Regions from separate parts of the Mus musculus genome. Here region 1 is linked to region 2. The links are chromatin contacts, called in public HiChIP or PLAC-seq maps. All regions are on one chromosome and are shown on one strand. The core of a region is the stretch at or near the end of the contact, and the rest is flanking DNA. Distances in the headings are between cores, read along the strand shown.

The links. HiChIP or PLAC-seq counts read pairs in DNA pulled down with a chosen protein or histone mark.
Region 1: a contact with region 2 is called in an H3K27ac HiChIP or PLAC-seq map of embryonic stem cells, with 4 times the contacts expected there. The contact joins two enhancer-like sites. A contact is called at or near these places in 1 of 484 Hi-C or Micro-C datasets (embryonic stem cells), 2 of 115 datasets of contacts at active chromatin or transcription factors (embryonic basal ganglia and embryonic stem cells) and 1 of 9 other capture datasets (liver).

The regions. Positions count from the first base shown.
Region 1 is chr11:88,840,226-88,844,152 of GRCm38.p6, forward strand. It overlaps Akap1 (A kinase (PRKA) anchor protein 1), which reads right to left. Exons shown (of 11, transcript NM_001042541.1): 3 at 944-1,077. Among named protein-coding and RNA genes, the nearest start is that of 4930556N13Rik, 9.4 kb to the right of the region's middle. Within about 2 kb of position 2,471, at least 41 of the 459 cell types and tissues checked have an H3K27ac peak or open chromatin away from gene starts, as enhancers often do. A contact at or near this core is called in embryonic stem cells, where this site is marked.
Region 2 is chr11:88,026,772-88,030,738 of GRCm38.p6, forward strand. No RefSeq gene overlaps it. Among named protein-coding and RNA genes, the nearest start is that of Srsf1, 19 kb to the right of the region's middle. Within about 2 kb of position 1,675, at least 60 of the 459 cell types and tissues checked have an H3K27ac peak or open chromatin away from gene starts, as enhancers often do. A contact at or near this core is called in embryonic stem cells, where this site is marked.

The DNA of each region.
Region 1 (3,927 bases), core at 1,221-3,720, 810 kb after region 2:
AGCATATACAAGTGCCCAGTGCACCAGAGTTCACGGCAAACAGAAGACGCCAGCCGTAAGCATAATGTAAGACAAGCTCCTCAACAATTCTTAATGACCCCAGCCCTGGAGGGTGGCAAGGGACACGGTCCCTACTCACCCAGGGCCTGCCTCACTATGCCCTCTGTGACCACTGAGGGCAGGACTGATAACAAGGTCACGAGGGAAGGAAACTACCATGGGAGCCAGCAGCCCGGGGTCAGCAGAGGAGTCTTGACCCAAAGTTCAGACTGAGTCTCCCCAGCTCAGCATGGAGCCAAGCGCCCTGGGATTCGGTAGTCTGCCAATTACTTCTGAACCCCGGCGATAAACACTAATAAGTTGTTAAGTTCTAACAGCAAGGGGCTAGAAAACTACTCAGGCGCTGGGGGCTGGTGAAGCACCAGCCATTCATACAATGCACAATGCAGTTAAAACAATGTTTTTAAAAACCAGCACGGGAAAATTAAATTGTTAAATATTTAGAAGTATTAATTAAGACACCACAATCTTGGCTTGTTTAGTAATCACAGGGTGTGAGGTGAGGGGAATGAGCATGCTCACACACAGCCGCTCAGGGCGGGCTGCCTGCCTGCCTGCCTGCCTGCGCTTCTGCCCCAGGCTCTCTGGATTTTACAGCAGCTGAGCTCAGCTAAGTCATCTAGACACCTTTACAGTGAGGAGCAGGGAGGCTCTGGCGCTCACTCCTCCAACTGATGTTTTCTAGCATTCAGGGAAGACCGAGCCCCAACCCACACAGAGCAGCCTGGAGGACCCAGAAAGCAGGGAAGTGAGGGAAGATGGTCTTCCTGCAGCTTCCCAGCTTGGTCCATCTAATGGAATTCGCTGGCATCCTTTAACCCTGTCACTGAGGGAACTTTGAGCTCCCACAGAATCCAGGGTACAGGGAGGTCACTGCCCTTACCTTTGGCACCTCGATCTCCCAGATGATAAGGTCAACCTTCTTAGGGTTGGAGCCTGCCTGGACACTCTGGGGGCTATCGGGCTTGGTAAGCCCGCAACAGCTATCCACTGAATCCATACTGTTCCCGTCAGAACCTGCAGGGGAGGAAGTGACATATATACACACACACACACAGACACCAGCTCAGCCGTAACTATCAAAGCTTCCCAAATTTACAATTCTGGGGGGTCCTGCACACATATACCCCTCTGCAAGCTTGGCAGACACCACAGACTAGAAGGCTCAGGCAACCCAATGAAAGGAGGCTTAGCGTACTAAGGCACCTAATTTTAGCCCGTCACTAAACAGTCCTGCTTGCTTATCTGGCAGCCGTGCCTAGCCACAGCTGCTAGGACAGACACACACGTGGTAAGCTAGGAAGAGGTACACTCTATACCCAGGGAGGGGCTTATACAGGGTATATCGGGGAAGGGAGCCAACAAGATGACTCACAGATCTACATAGTTCCAGAAGCAAGCCTTGACCTTCTTGTCACAATCACCTTAATCCCTTTCCAAATGTCCCAGCCCCTCAGACCAAGGATCTCTAGTCTCCAAGGACAAGGCTTCGGGGAGAGGGTGTCCTGGGTATGTTGGGCAATCACAGTAAGATAGCCTTCTGAGGGTCCCATTTCTCCGGCCTGCTGAGGGCCTGCTAATCTCTGCCAGGTAAAAACAAAGGCAGGTGGGCCTCCTTCCTTCCCCTTTTGGGACAGGCTTGTGAAGCTCTGAATATGGGATGATTCAAAAGGCCCTTGGTGAGAGAAACCAACGCTTACTCCAAGAGAACAGTGGAGAATGTGACTCTGGAACCAACTTAGGCCACTCAACTCTTCCATAGGACATGACAAAAGGAAGAGGAGAAGGAGGAAGAAGAAGAGGAAGAGGAAGAGGAGATCAAATAAACACCAGGGACATCCAGGGCAAGTTAGGAGATACGGCCCTGGCTGAAATACCAAACTCAATGGGGCCTGAAACACATCACTCCTGTAAGCCTATTTCCCACCTGGTTTCCCCAAACTCAGGACATGATTCTTTTCCAAGCAATCCATACACTGTCTGGATATAAAAGACTATGCCTGCCGGGCGGTGGTGGTGCACCCCTTTAATCCCAGCACTCAGGAGGCAGAGGCAGGTGGATCTCTGAGTTCGAGGCCAGCCTGGTCTACAAAGTGAGTTCCAGGACAGCCAGGACGACACAGAGAAACCCTGTCTCGGAAAAAAAAAAAAAAAAAAAAAGACTATGCCACTCTCCACCCCTAGACAAGGAAGAGACCTCCAAGGTGATCTCCCTCAAGTGACCTCCCTCAGCACGAGACTTCCGGCAGAGGACATCACCCACCCACACGAGAAAGCAGCACCTTGGGCGGCCATCTTGAAGTAAAATAGGCTGGTGGGGGATTTTACCACAAAGCCCCTAACCTCTGTCCAAGAGAACTAGACTAGCCAATACCTGCGTGTCAGTGGCTCCCAGGAGTAACTCAGAGCCACGCCAGGCCTTGTTCCCAGCCCAGCCCCTTACCTCCGGCCTCTAGGGAAGCACACAAGCAGGGTTAAGGCTAACCTGAAAACACCAGTGTGGCTTGGCACCCGCTGAACACGCCCCAGTCACTACCCCCAGGCTATGACTGATGGGCTACCCTGCCTCCCCACCCATTGATTAAGGTCTCTTCTCTAGAGCTATGCTCAGAAGCCTCAGGCATCCACACAGCTACAAACCTGAGGGGCTCATTCATTACAATAATGGGCACCGGACAAATAGAAAACTCTTTATTCTTTATTCTTAAAATATTTTTAAAAGCCTTCCTTTTTGCCCATTTTAAGATGCAGATCTATCTTTCTTTTATTTTTTAATTTAACTTTATTTTTTTTATTTTTTTATTTTTTTGGTTTTTTGAGACAGGGTTTCTCTGTATAGCCCTGGCTGTCCTGGAACTCACTTTGTAGACCAGGCTGGCCTTGAACTCAGAAATCCGCCTGCCTCTGCCTCCCGAGTGCTGGGATTAAAGGCGTGCGCCACCACGCCCGATCATTCTTTTTTTTAATCTTAGCCTTTTAGCACTATAGCATAAGATGTATAATACATTATCTGGCCTCCACAGTTACAATGGGCAGAAAGAAGGTACTTCCTTTTAGAGGTATGTTAAGTCACCATGGTCTCAAGTCTCAAGCAACAGCATCTTGGGTGTAAAAATCCCGAAGTGTGGTACCCCCACCCCAGATTCTAATGACAATAGTAAAACACCCGAGACAAATGCCCAAGCTTCCTGGACGAAACCGGTTGGGAACACTCCGGGCCAAACAAGCCATGACCTGCTTGGAGGTCACTAGGAGAGAACACACCCCGGGGAGCTGCAAAGCAGGGTCAGGAGCTGCTGCTGACCTGTAAGTTAGCGGTCTGAACTGTCTACGCTGGCTGGGGTCAGCACTCGAAAAACCCAGTGCACCCTCCGTTACCAAAGTGCCCTCTTTCCTGGGGTGGAGCTGCAACTGCACAGAGAAAGGACGGCTGAGGCTCTGCAAAGGAGGCGATCACAGCAACAACCGCAGACAGCTCGAGCCTCCCACCAGCGCTCGAAGCTGCGGCTGTCCTGGGTGAACTTACCCTTCGAGGGCTTCTGAGGAGAGCAGGTGGAGACACGGAACAAGCACATAAGTAAAGGAAGTCGGCCATTAAGAGATGCTCACCCATTCCTGGCACTTGGGAGGGACCACTAAGGAGGCCCCAAAGGCCCCTCCAAGGGCATGTGTCCAAAGGAGAAGAGGCACTAAGGCTGACTGGTGGACCCAACAGACGTGGTCCCTTCTAAAGGTCTGGGGAGGTTCCCTGGCTAGTGAACCCACGGACAACTCTCATAGCCATTAGGGTCTCATGTGATCACCTGACTTCTCGGGTATCCATCTGTACAGGTGGCTGGATAACACAGGGATGGGCAGCATTGTTTT
Region 2 (3,967 bases), core at 425-2,924:
TGGCGCACGCCTTTGATCCCAGCACTCGGGAGGCAGAGGCAGGTGGATTTCTGAGTTCGAGGCCAGCCTGGTCTACAAAGTGAGTTTCAGGACAGCCAGAGCTACATAGAGAAACCCTGTCTAATCCCTCTTGGCTTGGGGATGTAGCTTAGTGGGTAGATGGTAGAGCACTTGCCAAGCTAGTATGAAACCCCAGGTTCAATCTCTAGCAGCACAAAATTCTACATGGTGATTTAAGTCCTATATCCAACAGGAGAAACAGTTCAAGGTCACCCTCTGCTATATAGGCACTGCAAAGGTGGTAAGTAAGGCCTCAGATTGCATTCTCACTTAGGTAGGTATGATGGTGTGCTGCTGTTAACTAAAGCAGGGAGATCACAAGCCAGCCTGGGGCACCCAGGAAGACCCTGTCCCAATGAAAGAGCAAAATATCCCCTTTCAGTCTCTGTCTTGTGTTGTCATCTTCCCAGTAAACAACACACAGACACACACAGACATACACACAAACCCAGACACACCCTGCCATTCTTTTCCCTATCCACCCACTCAACCCAAACCTTTGATAATTTGTCTGGTCTTAAACCTGCACATCTTCACTTCCTGGAAATGCCCTCAGTCCAGGGCAGCCTGGGACTGGATGTCCTCTCGTGATGCCCCAGTCCCCCTTCATCCTTTCCACAGTATGCGTCACTGTTGTGCTGCTCTGGGTTGGCATTGTGCCTCAGAGAATCCTCAAAGGATGAGACCCAACCATCCCTCACTCCAAGCCGGTGCCCCAGGGGAATGATGTCTTGATGAATTACAACAGCCTTAATGTGCCTTGGGCAACAGCAGATGCTGTGGACTGCTTCCGAAATACCTCCCACAATCTGAGTTTGGACATGAGCTCTCCCAGTGTTGGTGCTGTCTTGGGAAGTTGTCTTGGGGTGTTGCTGTCTTGGGAAGTTGCCAGTGCTCAGTATGAAGGACCATGAAGGGGACGCCCGCTCTGGCTTCTTGCCTAAGCTCTCCGCTTTCCTGATTAGCCTATAGGTTAGAGGCTCCCATGGATCTCTCTCCCTTAAGTTGCTTCAGTCAAGCACTTTGAATAACAAAAGAAATGACTGAAAAAGAAGCTGCAGCACCAGACCCAAGAATGCCTCCCTGCTGACAGCCAGGCCTGAGGGTTCTCGGCCCAGCAACAGCGATGTGCATTTCTCTCAAAGCCAAGAAAGAAGATCTGGGATCTCAGGTTGTCTTTCCCCCTACATTCATCCCTTCCAGAGTCCTCAAAATAAACACGAGAGAACTGTTCCAAGGACTATAACGGCTTCATGCATATATTTATTGACTCAGGATTAAGTACCCCCAGATTTGGGAAGGGTTCCCCTCCCTGGCATATACTACAGAGACCACCACTGCCACAGTGAGTACTTTTGTGCCTGAATAAATGTTCACAAATGTCCAAAGAAAGGCATCCGAGAAAAGCAGCCAAGGACTCGGGAGGTCGACAACTCTTCTGACCCCGTGCTCGGCTCCTTCAGGCCGGGCCTTTTTATTCTAATCAAGAGACTGCGGGGACGACGATTAGCTCATTGAAGGCAAGAACAAAGTCCTGGCTCCCATTCCCGCTGCAGCCCAGAACTGGGCACAGTGGGAACTAAGGAAGTCCTGTATAGACTGCATTGGGTGCACCAGGCACCCCTCGAGAGGGAGGAGGAGGGAGGGGAGGATGGAGCATCGACTGCAGCAGTCTCTGGGCTACTGGAAGTTCTAATAAAAAGCCTGCCAGATCTTTAAGGAGCGCTCCAGCGCCAGCAGGCTCTGATTGCTCATTGTGTTTAGTTATAATTAGCAGCCCATTCTGCGATGGCAGAGCAGGCAGTGAGCAGGAGCAGGGAAAGGCTGCCGCCCTCACAGCCACCAGGCCCCATCCCTGGGCTGCAAAACCCAGGCTCCTCCACTTCTAGCCTTGCCTACCCCGCATCCTCAAGGCTGGCTAACTTTGACCACTGATTCTGAGCCAACCCCAAACCCCATTCATATGCCCAAGGGGAGCTGTCTGCTGATTAAGGAAGAGCTTGGGACACTGGGAAGTAGGGCACACCTTTAATCCCAGCACTGGGAACACAGAGGCAGGAGGATCTCTGAGTTCAAGGTCAACCTGGTCAACAGAGTTAGTTCCATACAGTACACAGAGGAATCCTGTCTCAAATAGGAGGTGGGGGAAGAAGAAGAAAGGGAGGAAGAGGAAGAAGAAAGGGAGGAAGAGGAAGAAGAAGAAAGGAAGAGGAAGGGCTTGGGCTGAAAATGAACAACCCAGGTCATCAGTCTTGATGGCAAGTACCTTTATTTATTGAGCCATCTAGTGGGCCCCATGCCTTCCTTCTATCTCAGTTTCTATGTGACTGTGTGTGACTTGTCCCAGCAGAATGGTCTTAACTATTTTAAACTGTGACCTTTGAAATAAAGCTTATGTTACATAGTGATAGAGAACTCACATATGTATACGCCAATAGGAAACAAGTTTCATGAAATACTTATTCAGACCCTGCCTGGCATGGCAGTGGCACACACTTTGATCCCAGCATGTGGGAGGCAGAAATAGGAGGATCTCTGTGAGTTAGAGGCCAGCCTGGTCTACACATTGAGTTCCAAGATAGCAAGGGCTCAGAGCTCTGTAGAGAGAATCAATCTCTCCCTCTCTCTCTCTTTCTCTTTCAAGAAGAAGAAGGAAAATCCTTATCCAAATCAAGTGTACTGCATATTCCAGCTTGTGTGTACAGTACATAATAATCTATATGTGGTATATTATTACCCTGAGTTTTACTTCATAGAGAATAGCCTTGAAGTTCTGCCCAAAGTTCAGTACATACATCTGAATTTATGACCCAGCATTGGGTTGAGACCAGTGGACAAGAAGAGGCCAGTTATCTCTTACATTATAAATTAAAACTGTTCAAGCCCAGCAGTGGTGGCCTACACCTTTAATCCCAGCACTTGGGAGGCAGAGGTTGGTAGGATTCTTAACTTTGCCAGCCTTGATCTACAGAACAAGTTCCAGGACAGCCAGGAATACACAGAGAAATGCTGTCTTAAAAAAACAAACAAAAAAAAAAACCAAAAACACCCCCCCCCACACACACAAAAAAAAAAAAAGCTGGGTGTGGTGGCGTACTCCTTTAATCCCAGCACCCGGGACGCAGAGGCAGGTAGAGTTCAAGGCCAGCCTGGTCTACAGAGTGAGTTCCAGGACAGCCAGGGCTACACAGAGAAACCCTGTCTTGGAAAACAAAACAAAACTTAACAGACTGTTCTCTTCGGGAGGTACTTTGACTGCTACAGAGAGAAAGAATTCTAAAGAGCTGGAAGCTCTCTCTAAAGCCACTAAGACTTAATGGTAGAGGTGGGGTCTGAGCCTATCCGTGACCAGGATAAATTTTTGTACACTTTGGGGAGCTTCAGAATCAAGCTGTTCCCAGAAAAATCACAGAAGGTACCCGTCCTTCGTCTCTTCAACCTGCAAGCTAAAACTTCTTAGGTGGGGTCCCTGCAACTCTTCCAAATGCCACAACTCCGAGGTGCCGGGGAAGGTGGAGATTTATGTAGTCACAGCCACAGGAAATGCTGTAAGCTAGGATTGTACTTTTGGTTTTTTTCCACAACAAAATCAGGGCATGCGGCCTCATAAGTATTTCAGAGGACAATAGGCTCTAATAGTTTAAAACTGAAACTGTCCTGGAAATGCCCCAGGATATTTGGGATCACATGGTTACAGTGAGAAATGGAGACCGGACACCAAGAAAGTCAGAAGGAAGGGGACCCTCCCTCCATGTATCCAGGTTCTTTACTCAAATTTGGGGACGAATGTTTTGGGTTCCTCCAACTCCCTGGAATATTAGAATCTTCTAATATCCTGGAAGTGTTTCACTACTAAGTACTTGGGTTTAAGTGCTTTAGAACAGCGGGACCCTCAGAGAGATGAGAC